Linked DNA regions of Mus musculus: regions 2 and 3 are each linked to region 1. Evidence: chromatin contacts called from public promoter capture Hi-C data. All regions are on one chromosome and are shown on one strand. Each heading gives the region's core, a stretch centred on a gene start, on an enhancer-like site or on the middle of the called end of the contact. The rest is flanking DNA. Distances are from core to core; before and after follow the strand shown. Region 1 holds the start of Oaz2 (ornithine decarboxylase antizyme 2). Region 2 holds the start of Aph1b (aph1 homolog B, gamma secretase subunit). Region 3 holds the start of Lactb (lactamase, beta).

Region 1 (3,813 bases), core at 356-2,855:
TTTTAAGAAAAAGTAAAACGTAGTGTGAAAGCCCCATCCTTCCTTGGTATCCCCATGATCTGAACACTAAAATCTTGTGTGTGCGACAGAATCCTTAGGTCCCAAGGGGCACTGTAGCTTGGCAGTGGAGGTCATGTTGACCACTGCATTTTGGAGTAATACCAAAGTGAAAAAGTACAGGTTTTTCAAGCTGTCTCTTCTGCGTGTTGCTTTCTTTGCAGTGTCCTTCAGACTGAGTACTTACCTCATATTGTGATGGCCTCTCTCTCTGGACAGATTGTGACATCCAAGGTAGGTACATTGCCTGGCCCATTGTGGAAGCTTCCTGGATTCCTGCCCATGCTAGAAGCACATAGTATGTAGCTATTTACTGAACTTTGACTAAATGAACGGATGATTTGAGGTGACCACTGTGGTCTGAGAGTGCATCCTCTCCCTTTCCCTCTGCCCCACCTCTCTCTCTCTCTCTCTCTCTCTCTCTCTCTCTCTCTCTCTCTCTCTCTCCCCTCCCTCCCCCACCCCCAAGATAGGGTCTCACCATGTTACACTAAGCAGCCTGGAACTTGTTGCCTGCGTACTACAAGCTGGCCTTCAACTCACAGAGCCTCACCTGCCCCTGCTTCCTGGGTGCTAAGATAGATAAAGGCTTACACAGTCTCTACTGACTGCAGTCTAAGTTGACTGCACAGGTTTGACAACTAGGGTTCTCCTGTGAGTGTGGCTGGGATTTGGGGGTGTGTGTACATTGCTGCCTGGCCTCTGTGATTAGAGGGCCAGGTAAGACAGTGGCAGTGCACTAGGTGCCTTGCATGATCGATTGAAGCAGCTTGCACCGATTGGCTGGAAGCCACTGTCATTGTACTATGAATTGAAGGAAAAGATCTGTGGGATTAGATTCACACTGGAAATGGTGCTACTCTATGAGGAGTATTCTTCTATTTCAGATTTTGTTTTGTTTAGTGACATGGGTTTACAAATACTATTCTCCGGTTTCGGTTTGGCCACACACCAAAAGCAGCAAGTGCCCAGTGTGGTGAGGCACACTATTTCCAGCACTTGGCAGGACAGGAAGTAAAGGAAGGAGGATGGGGGTTTCCAAGTCATCTTCCAGTGAGTCTGAGGCTAGCCTGAGCTACAAAGACTGTATCAAAAAACAAACAAAAGGCAGACATGAACGAGTGGAGAGGGCTCAGCGGATAAGAGCACCGGTTGGTCTTCAGAGGACTTGGGTTCAATTCCCAGCCTCTACATGGCAGGTCACACTGTCTGTAACTCCTGTGCCAGGGGATCTGACATCCTCATATAGAGATACATGCAGGCAAAACACCAATGTGTATAAAAAATAAACATACATAAATGATTAAGAAAGAACAAAAGCAGAAATGAAGACTGGCCTTAGCCAAGCAGAACCTGAGTTCCTGGCATCGAGAGAGACCTCTTTCCCCTCTTCTCCCTGGCTACCGCCCCTCTTCCCGAGATGATAGCTTGCCCTTAGTACGCCTGCGCCCAGGCGGGGCGGTGCTTCGCCCTTTGTTGTGGGCCCCAGTTTCCCAGGACACCAAGCGGCGCTGGGTGGGGCTATGCAGATGAGGTACTTGGGGGCGGGGCGGTTGCGCGGCGGCGGCCGGGGAGGGTCAGTTGGAGGCAGGCGCTCGCTGAGGCAAGAGGAGGGCACTCGGCCCGCGGCCTGACAGGGACTTAGCCCACAGAGACCGGCCCGCGCGCGCGACCCCACACCCACCCACTCGTCCACCTACCCACTCCCCGCGCCGCCTCCTCCCACCCTGAGCAGAGCCACCGAGGATGATAAACACCCAGGACAGGTAACGGCCCGGCGCAGGCTCCCCGCCCCCATCCTCCCTCCGCAGCTCCAGAGGCCTTCGCACCCCCCCCCACCCCCGCAGCCTGCCCCCAGCCCCCAGGGGGCTCCATCCGCTCCCACTGTTCCTCTCGCCATCCCAGCCACTGCCACCCGAGTCCTGAAATCGGGCCTCCTTCCGTCCTTTAGCCCCCTTCCTCCAGCCCTGCCCATCCCCCTCATCCGGGTTTTCTCCTCGCCCGGAGCCCCCCCCCCCCAAAAAAAAAAAAAAACCTGGACATAGCCAGTCAGTCGCTCCGTTTTCTTAAGCCCAGTGGGACGGTGCCCAGTCCCCCATACTGTGGGCTTTCTCCCACAGATTCCCCGAATTGGTTCTTATCTTCCCTAAATCTTTCTTACTCCTCCACAAGTCACTTAATCGCTTTAAATCCATTCTCTAGTGAAAATTGCTTCCCAGGCAGACTCCTCTCAGCCCTGCCTGGCTGTCCCCAAAGACAAGCTCTGTCCGGCAGTTCTCAACTCAACCCTTTCCCCCTCTTCCCACCTCCTTGGGATGTGCAGTCCCACTCTCTTCCCCACCCTTCTCCAGGTAGGCCCCATTTTCCTGTCTGGGAACCCCCACTCTTTATTTCTCTAACACTATGGAGTCCATTCCTGCCCTCCAGCCTGTTTTTCCAATGATGTTGCCAACACTCTTCTACACACTCTTACCCTTTAAACACTACAAAGTCTCAGTTGGTACTCATCTTACCGCCCCCCCCCTTCTTTAAAATCATTACAATGCCCAACTTAGTCTCTCCCCTTTCCTGGGAAGATCATTAAGTGCTACCCCCTTTTAAATTTCACTCCAGGGCCTCCAAAACCAGATCCTGGGCCTTTGGAAGTTACCTACCTCAAGACCCAATCCCTGTTTCCCCCAGGATTTGAAATGCATTATTCTTTTGAAATGGTGTGGGTTTCTTAACTTTCAACCAAAGTAGGCAGAAGTCATCCCTTTAGTTACCCTCCCTTTTTCCATGTCCTCAGATATCCCACATTTCTGTCCCAGACAGACGCTCTTCTCCAAAGCTATTCCAGAATTTTCTGATCCCTCAGGATTTGTAATGCCACTTGCTTATGTATTATCTTGGCTTTCATTAGCAATTCAGAAATGATTCCTTTGCCTTCCCCTGTAAGGCTCGGTGCTAAACCCTCCAAAACTTTTTTGAAACCCATTCAGTCCCCATACTAGATCTTTTATCTTCACATTGGACTTTTTATAGCCTCTGACCTTGAGTAAGCAGATCCTTTCCTTAAACTGTCAGGATCCCTCCAAAACCAGATGACTTCGTCCTACAAGTCATCTTTCTTGTGGCTGTTTACATAGGGCTCTGCCACTCAAGGGTCCTCTGGAAGCTTGAGCTCCTTTTTCACCAAGTGATCTTGATACTCTCGATTTCCTACTTGATGCTTCTTCCAGCTCCATCTTTTCTCCAGCTGTGTGTTCCTCACATTTCAGTGTGTCTTAAACCTAGCTAGACAAACACAAACCAAAAAACCAGTTATCTGTTCTTTCCTAGATTGCTCCAAATGGCCTAGGGTAGGGCCTGATAAGTGGTGTGTATTTTAAAGCTCTCCAGTTCTCATGTGGAGCCTGGGTTGAAAAATACTCTCAGCCCAAGGAGGCCTTAGCCTTTCTTTATTCCTGCAGTGTTAGCCCCTCTAGTGACAAGTGACTTCTTGGTCTCCTTCTGTTCAGAAAGAAACTTTTAGTCTGATAGTGATGGTGTGCACGACTGTGATCGTAGCACTCAGGTGGCAGAGGCAGGTGGATCTCTGAGTTCAAGACCAGTCTGGTCTATAGATCAAGTTCTATGACAGCTGACAGCCGGGGCTGCACAGAGAAACCCTTTATTATTTTATTTATTTTTTTAAGAACTCTTCTTTACCTTATATATTTATTGCTCCAGTTTTGGCCATTTCTATTCCAACTTCATCTTTTCATATAGGAACCT
Region 2 (4,236 bases), core at 207-2,706, 1.1 Mb after region 1:
GGATTGTAAATTTAAATATTCAATATTTTCAGGCTAAAATTGTAGCAATCACTAAATCGTAATTCAAGTCTAACTGGGAAAATAAAACAAACACTTAACTTACTTTAACAGCTTATAATATGCGAGCCTGAACAGCTCTTGGATACAGACAGAGAGCAACACTCCGAAGATGAGCAGGTAATTCTGTACTGGTCCATCTCTGTTGTCAGTAATGACTCTCACTAGGAACCAAAAAACGGATGACAGCAGGAGAGACACCAACCAGAAGAAAGCACTGGAACGTAGAAGGAAAAAAAAAATCACAAGTTAACAGAAGCACAGGCTTAATAATGACTTTAAATCAAACCTGCTTGAGCTACAAATCATTTTTAGTAAACAATCCTCACAAAGTGATGTTTTAGATCAGAATTTTTTTTTTCTCCTAGTGAGACAAATAGTCCAAGAGGAACGTCAGATGTGCTTAACAAGAACGATTCAGTGACCCTGTCGCGTGCACGCTAGGGCACTATCTGTCAAGGACTAAGAGGCACTTGGTTGCTGACTATTTTTCCTAAGAGATGCTTTGTGTGCTATAGAAATATACAACCAGTGACAGTTGCAAATTTCATATCCTCAAAATTCACCAGAAAATATAAGTTTAATGGTTAGATATTGTCAAGTGTCTTTTTCTAAAAGAAAATGAATACCTAACGCCTGCATTAATATAATGGAAAGTTCAGAAGCTGCAAACTTCGGGCAGGTGCAGCGAGACCAAGACCACGTTCACCAGCAGAGTTCCGGTATTTACCAAGCTCCCAGGAGGACATGCCGCCTGGTCAGTTGTTACTGTGTTTTCTCGAACTTTCCTCCTTGACTGCACCCAAACCATTACCCAGGAGTCTACAAAGAAAATCTGAGCCTGAATAGTCTGCACAGACATTCTGAGTCCGAGGATTGATGTGAGGGTGGGGGGCAGGGAATAAACATCTGATCTCCAGGTGACTTTAATGGCAGAGAGTAGTGATAACGACTCTTCGATGCTGCTCAGCACTGAGGGAAATGAGAGATTCCTACAGAAAGACAAAGGCTTCATGCAGGAATCTATCTGCTTGTTCCCACACTCAGCCAACAGAAGCCAAGGGGCGCCTGCTTAGCCTACGGGCCTGCTCTTCTCAGACCCTCCCAGGAACAGTTCCAGCCCTGGACCGCACCACAAGCTGGAGCCCCTGGGAGATGGGGATCCCGGGGTCGTGGGAACCCAGGAGAGGGAGGGAACCCGCGGCGTCCGGGACACAGCGCAGCCTCACCCGGCGATGAGGAAGATGACTCGCAAAGGGTCGGTGGCGATGGTGAAGACATAAAGAGCGAGCGCGGGCCCGAAGGCGATGAAGGCGCAACCAAAGAACACCGCAGCCGTCATGACGACCTCGGGAGCCAGTCGCGGGGGCCCGAGGGCCCTGCAGTGCCCAATGGACAGCGGGTCCTGGATACGGGGCGGGGCTGGGTGGCGAGGCTCCGGTGCTCCGTCAGAGCAGTGGACGAGGCGGAGCCCGTGAGGCGGGGTCTGGAGATGCCGAGGGCGGGACGGGGCTCGAGAGGCGGAGCCTTCGGTGCCCTAGTCAAAGAGGCAACAGGAGGGAGCTTCGGGAGGCCAGGCCTGGAAGAGTTCCATAGCCTATCAGAGTGGACGGCAGAGCGAGGGTTGGCATGCAGGACCTCGAGGTCCTCTAGTCACACGGGACAAGGCAGGGTTCGGGAGTTGGGGCCTGAGCTGCTCCTTGGCCTGTAAAAGCGGGTTGCTGGGCGGAGCTCGGCAGGGGACTCGAGGTGCTCCGAGGGCAGAGGAGGGGCGTGGCTTCGGAGCACAGATCCTGTCAGAACAGGGAACGGAGGTCGGAAGGCGGAGAGCCTGGAGGAGTCCCACGCCCAGTCAAACCGGAGCCAGGTCGGAGCCTGGGAGGCGGGGCTTTGAGTCGCTCCCAGACCTGTCAGCGCCTGCAGAGCGAGCTCAGAGCGCCGCCCTACTCCAGCCAGAGCAAGCTCAGAGTGCCGCCCTACTCCAGCCAAAGCGAGCCGAAGTTCTGGAGACCTGGTAATGTAGTGGGCGGGGCTCCGAGGTGTTATAAGTGTAGTCAGAGTCAGCCGCTCCAGACATTAGGCCTAGGGTTTGTCCCTGCTCAGTTACTGATGGAGTTTTGTTCATCACCTTGAGCCCCACTGTTCCTAGGCTTAGCTTTTATACCTGGATTACATGCTGATGGAGAAAGAATATAGAGGTGAAAGCTGTAATACTTGACATATATATTACAAAACCTGATGCATAGAGAAATGCCAGAATCCATGTAAAAAACACATAGAATTCTTCCCACCCAGAGAGCAGCCTTTCCCGGTCACATATCAGTAGGGCTATGAAGGGTTATGCCAGATGAAGAGGTTTCTGGTCATCACAAACCAGAGAAAATTCCAGAGCAACCAGCAGAATCTTCATCTTCCTAGTTCTTGTCTTCCCTCATCTCCAGAAGTTAGAAGTGGGTCAGTTGTTAGAAATAAACTGACTTGACTTCACTCTTTAATTAGGTTCACTCTAATAAGGTTCTTTTAGCCCGATGAGTGGAAAACTAATTATTGTTCTTTAAGAGACCTTGGTGAAATGTTTACGGTCCTAGGTGTTAGGGATAGTGTGTTTGATCTTGTGTCATTTATGAGTGGGTTTGCTTTTAAATGAAGCTTAGGTTGAACTGGATGAACCTAGTACATAGACGGGCAGAGTCCACATGCAGCATTGCTAGGACAACAACATTTTTCTATTCTCCTATGCCTTGTTCCTATCTACTTATTAACACCAAGTATGCTGAAGTTACTTTTATTAATATAATATTTTCAATAATTTGAACATATATACAATGTATTTTGGTCATATTTATCCTCTTTCCAGATTCACCTCCATCCCCTACCTGCTCCCAACTTCATGTGTTCTTTTTTTTCTCTTAAATTACACACTGAGTCTGAGTCTAATTTGTATTGCTCATGTACGTCTGGCTGTAGGGACATCCATTAGAGTGTGGTCTACCTCCCAGAAGCCATGCCCTCGAGGAAAGCTGACTCTCTCTGAAAAGCCAAGCTGTCAATCGCTTCCCAGTCAGTGTTTGCATCTTATGAACTTCTTCCTACTCTGCGCTAGAATATTGACGAGCTTCATCTTGTGTAGGCAAACAGGGCTGCTCTAGGTTTGTGAATGCATTTTTTTTTTTTAATGAATGCATTGGTCCTGCCAAATCTAGAAGACACTGTTTGCTTTGCTCCACCCTGGCCTCTGGCTCAGACCATTTTTTTTAAGATTTATTTATTTTATGTGAGTACACTGTAGCCATCTTCAGATACACCAAAAGAGGGTGTCTGATCCCATTACAGATGGTTGTGAGCCACATGGTTGCTGGGAATTGAACTCAAGACCTCTAGAAGAATAATCCGTGCTCTCAACCAGTGAGCCATCTCTCCAGCCCAGGCTCTTACAATCTTTATACCATACCATCACTTCTATGATGTTCCCTGAGTTGTGTAAGGGGGCGTGATACAGATGCCTCATTTGTGTGTGTGCATCCCGCAGTCTCTTTTCTTCCATTCTTTGACCTGTTGTGACATACCACATTGAGTTTGGTCAGCTTTCACATGTTGTGCACTTACAGAGATCATCCATCTGTATCTTGGCATCTTTATTGATTGATCAAAAACCAGTTGGGGACAAGGGCCTTTAGCATTTGGACACACAGACTCCCAATTGAATCAAAGCATTAGAACCAATCTCCAACAGATTGTTTATCTTCAGAGATCTCAGCCAGCCCATCACTGGTCCACAAATACCTAATAAGATCTCTGGGGTAGAGAAGTTGGGGCTGAGGCTATAGACAGATATCTTGTACTTTTGAACTCCCAGCCATGTCTGTGTGACTGTGACGTGGCCAGTGTATTCTCTGTCTCAGTTTCTTTACAAGAGGATACATAGAAAAAGATCTTTGCTATATCTAGGTTTAAATATGATTTAAATTTGGGACAAGAGAGTTGCTCACATTAGCAGAGTCTGCTACTACTTGAATAAAAGGGAGAATTCACCATGCTAGACCCTCAAGGACAAGCAGTAGCCAGGAGTATATGTTCCCTCATAAGCCTATCAGAACAGTTGGCAGAAAACTGAGATACTTATCCAGCTATGCTTTCCATGCTGAGTCTCAGAATGAGTTGCTCAAGTCACTTAAGCCT
Region 3 (3,922 bases), core at 1,107-3,606, 1.3 Mb after region 1:
CCCACTGAGCCATCTCTCCAGCCCTGCCCCTGTTAGGCTTTTTGGATCAGGATCTTCCACTATGTACCCCAGGTTGGCCTCAGCTCTTCAGTGCTAGGGTTATAGGCATGTGTTACCATGCCCAGCATATTAAATTTTTTCATAAACTAACTATGTTGACTAAAATATACATATACTCAAGTGAAGTGTAATTTTCCCAGACCCTACCACTTTCAGCAACATCTTCTGAAACTACTGCTTTCCTTAAATAATGCCTGAAATATCATTCACTAAAAACCTAGGTGATGAGCTAGGTGTGGTGGCTCAAGTCTCCAATCCCAGTACTGGGGAAGGCAAAGGCAGGCAGCTCTCTTATGAGTCTGAGGCCAGCCTGCTCTACAAAATAAGTTCCAGGACAGCCAGGTCTGTTACACAGAGAAGCCCAGTCTTGAAAAACAAAACAAAACAAAACAAACAAACAAGCAAGCAAATAAATAAATAAATAAAACCCAAGTAATGAACTGGAGCAATTTGTTCATAATGGAGAAGTTATGAATATAAGAAGTCATAATCAAAGAAATGGTACTTTGATGCACTTACCATAAAAAGAATAGAAATGGTTCTCTCTGGCTGGAGAGATGGCTCAGCAGTTAAGAGCACTGGCTACTTGCTCTTCGTGAGGCCCTGAGTTCAATTCCCAGCAACCACATGATGGCTCACAACCATCTGTAATGGGATCTGGCACCCTCTTCTGGTGTGTCTGAAGACAGTTATGGTGTACTCATATAAATGAAATAAATAAATCTTTTTTCTTTTTTTTTTAAATGGCTCTCTCAAAGCTTCTAACCTTGGAGAGGGATGGATGCCAGGGTCTCTACATGCTCAGGCTGGCCTCACACACATCATGTGACCTTAAGCTTCTGATCCTCCAGCTTCTACGTCCTGAGGAATGGGATCATGGGTCCATACCACTTTGATTTATGTGGTGCAAGGGATTATACCCAGAACTTGTACCCAAAAGCAAGCACCAACTGAGCTCCATCCCAAACCACTTCAAGCTTGTCGTTAAAAACAAAACAGGTAACACTCTGTCTAGTAAATGTAATAATAAACTGTAAATCATTAAGGACCAGGGATATCATGTATTCTTAATACTTGGTATAGTGCCTTTTACAGAAGTGGGGAATAAAAAAATTACAGAATGAAAGAATAAAAATATGCAGAAACTGACATTTTAGTTACTAATAAGGGTTATCTAATATGTAATAGTGGTAATTTAATGGATTGTTCTACATTCCATTTTCAGACCAATTCTTAAGAGTAAACTGGGAGAAGAAACAGCATTTTGAACACATCCACGTACTTGAGTCACACAATTTAATTATTTACTTTATTTTGCCCTCACACATGGAGGCTAAGCAAGTGAGCTTCCACTGAGCTATACTCCTAGCCCAGTTAGTTACATTTTAAACTTTCCAGTGATAAATAAAACAGCCTGATTATTCTAGGGATACATTGTCTCTACAAATGTGCCACTTTTTGCAACTCCAACCTGTAAAACATCAGTATTTTATTTTACCAATAACAAAATGGGCTACCTGCTGAACTCACCTTCTGACCAGACTTCTTTTCCATCTACAGAAACTCCAACCACGATGCCGGGGGCACCAACCTCATCCTAAGAGAAAAGAAAGACCCTGGTGGTTCAAAAGTAGACTGACTCCGCCCACTCTGCGGTCCCGCCCACCAGGAGGGCAATGGTTCTGCTCCGATTGCCCTGGCCGTCGGAGTGCACAGGACTCTAAAGGGGAAGGGGCGGGCCCCTCCGCGACCGGTGACCTCAGCTGCTACTTGAGCAGCCCTAAGAGCGTCAGCCCGCGGCCAGGCAGTCAGAAAAACGGAAGCCGCCGCCCTGACGCCCACTGGGCCCGCACCTTGATCCGGTGTAGCAGATCGCGGCTGCTCTCGATGGCTCTGGAGAAGCCCCTGGCTGCTGGCGGCGCAGGCGTGTGCGGGCTCCCCGGGCTCAGGGCCTGCTCGTGCGATAACTCGGTAGTGCCGGACGCCTCGGGGTCCGCGGGGGACTGAATGGGGACGGCGCCCCGCAGCCCGACCACCAGCTTCGCGCCGAGAGCCAGCCCCAGCCCGAGCCCCAGGCCGCCGGCCCAACCAAGGCCCAGCACAGGCAGGCCCGGTCGCCTGTGCGCCCCGCGCCGCCCTCCGTCCCAGGCTGGGCCTGCGGTGGCCGCAGCCCGAGCTGTCACGCTTGACAGGAGCCGGTACATGTTGCCTCCGCAGAGCCGGCTGCCTCCTAGCTTGCTCCGGCTTGGCCCGCGGCGGGCGGGACGAGGGGGCGGGGCTGAGGCGGGGCTTTACAGTACCTCTCAGTCAAGGCCGGGTGGGTGAGCGACGAGCGCATCGAGCGCCTGGTCCTCGTCTCCTTTCTAGCCTTCTGGCTACTAATCCTCTTTGGTTCCACCCCTCCTTTTCTTGCTTTCTTTTCCCTCCCTCTTTTTCATATCTTTCTTCCTTCTTTTATCTTCTCCTTTTCCTCTCTCTTCTCTCCCTTTAGCTCTAACCTCCCTCTCTTGTTTTCTTTTTCTCTCGCATCCCACATTCCTCCCTCTATCCTCTTTTCTCTTTCCCTCTCTTTATTTCTGATTCTCTCCTCTTTCTCCTTCCCACTTTAGTTTCTACCTGTCCCTCAAGCCTCTCTTTTCCTTTTCTCCTCCTCATCTCTCTCCTTTTCCATGCTTCTTCTCTCTCACAACACACATGATATCCTTAGACAAGTCTCCTGTCACAGCAACACCCTCTTGCCACCTTATGCCTATGTTAACAACACTCGCCCCTTTGTTTGACTGAGATGCACAGTGGTTAAAACACTTGCCATGCAAACACAAGGACTGGAATTCAAATCCCCAGTATCCGGGTGAAAATGCCCAGTGGGCATGGCGCCTACCTGTAACGGATTGAGAAACCCAGCCTCAATCCAAAGTTAGAAGCGCAATTATAGATGGTTTCCAACATAGTCTGGGACGTTCTCAGGCAAATGCTAATATGCATGTATATACATGCACACACACAAAAGTGGGAAAAAGCAAACCTGATGTGGGTTTTTTTCATTCTTTTAGGAGAATTTTATGTCTTGACTCGCCTTCCTGCCCAGTGACAATCATTCTAGCAAACATTAATCATCGTAACTGCTCTGGAGATTGGTTGTGTTGTCTGACATCAGTTCCATGAGGAAACTGGAGTAAAGGGAGGCTAAGGGATTTGTCTAAATCTACAGAGTTGTCAGGTGATGGCCCAGAAATGTACCTTCTCAGCCTTCCTCTCTTGTCAGAGGGTTTGAAGGGTTCTACGATCAGAGGCGTGGGCGGTGAATCAGCTTCCCAGTGGTGCGATGGATGCAGCTGCAGCTAGTATTATTACATGGCCAGGGTCCACTGGGCGCTACAGCTGCCCTTCCACACCCAGTCCTGTTCTCTGAAGCAAACTCTAGCCAGGCTACTCTCAGTTCTCTTCCTGAGTAGGAAACTCTTCCACAGTTTCTCACAGCTCAAGGCTGCGTTGCTAGAGTGACCCTATCTTTCTTCAAAATACCTGCCTGAGAAAGATCAGAGTTTCCAAACGCAGTTACTGTTTGTTCCAACCACCACTGGAAAACAGAGCTCCTGTCCCCCAGTCTGTGGCAGAGGGTAGGAGCCTCACGTCATAAGTGCCAAATAGCAAAATGGGTGGATTCATGTGGACCAAAACCCTTTCTGCTTCTTGTGACTGTCCACACTCCTGATCAGCTCAAGTTGTCACCGCTCGCTCTCTCCTCCTACCCCATCACCTCTGCCCACATCCCATGGAGCTCCGCTTCCTCTGCCCTGCGTAGCTATGGAGTACGGTCTGGTGTCCAGCTGCGTCTGGCTTTGTCACACACATCCGTCGG

What was found. Promoter capture Hi-C pulls out the DNA fragments that hold promoters and counts their contacts.
Region 2: a promoter capture Hi-C map of pre-B cells shows a contact between it and region 1, with 5 times the contacts expected there. The contact joins the promoter of Aph1b here to the promoter of Oaz2 in region 1. A contact is called at or near these places in 2 of 39 promoter capture datasets (embryonic stem cells and pre-B cells), 1 of 484 Hi-C or Micro-C datasets (embryonic stem cells) and 1 of 115 datasets of contacts at active chromatin or transcription factors (embryonic stem cells).
Region 3: a promoter capture Hi-C map of pre-B cells shows a contact between it and region 1, with 4 times the contacts expected there. The contact joins the promoter of Lactb here to the promoter of Oaz2 in region 1. A contact is called at or near these places in 2 of 39 promoter capture datasets (the HPC-7 cell line and pre-B cells) and 2 of 484 Hi-C or Micro-C datasets (CD8 T cells and pro-B cells).

Annotation. Positions count from the first base shown.
Region 1 is chr9:65,674,943-65,678,755 of GRCm38.p6, forward strand. It overlaps Oaz2 (ornithine decarboxylase antizyme 2), which reads left to right and starts at 1,606. Exons shown (of 5, transcript NM_010952.3): 1 at 1,606-1,823. The coding sequence starts at 1,804.
Region 2 is chr9:66,793,967-66,798,202 of GRCm38.p6, forward strand. It overlaps Aph1b (aph1 homolog B, gamma secretase subunit), which reads right to left and starts at 1,457. Exons shown (of 6, transcript NM_177583.4): 1 at 1,287-1,457; 2 at 104-274. The coding sequence starts at 1,399.
Region 3 is chr9:66,973,128-66,977,049 of GRCm38.p6, forward strand. Lactb (lactamase, beta) reads right to left here and starts at 2,357. Exons shown (of 6, transcript NM_030717.1): 1 at 1,914-2,357; 2 at 1,591-1,657. The coding sequence starts at 2,264.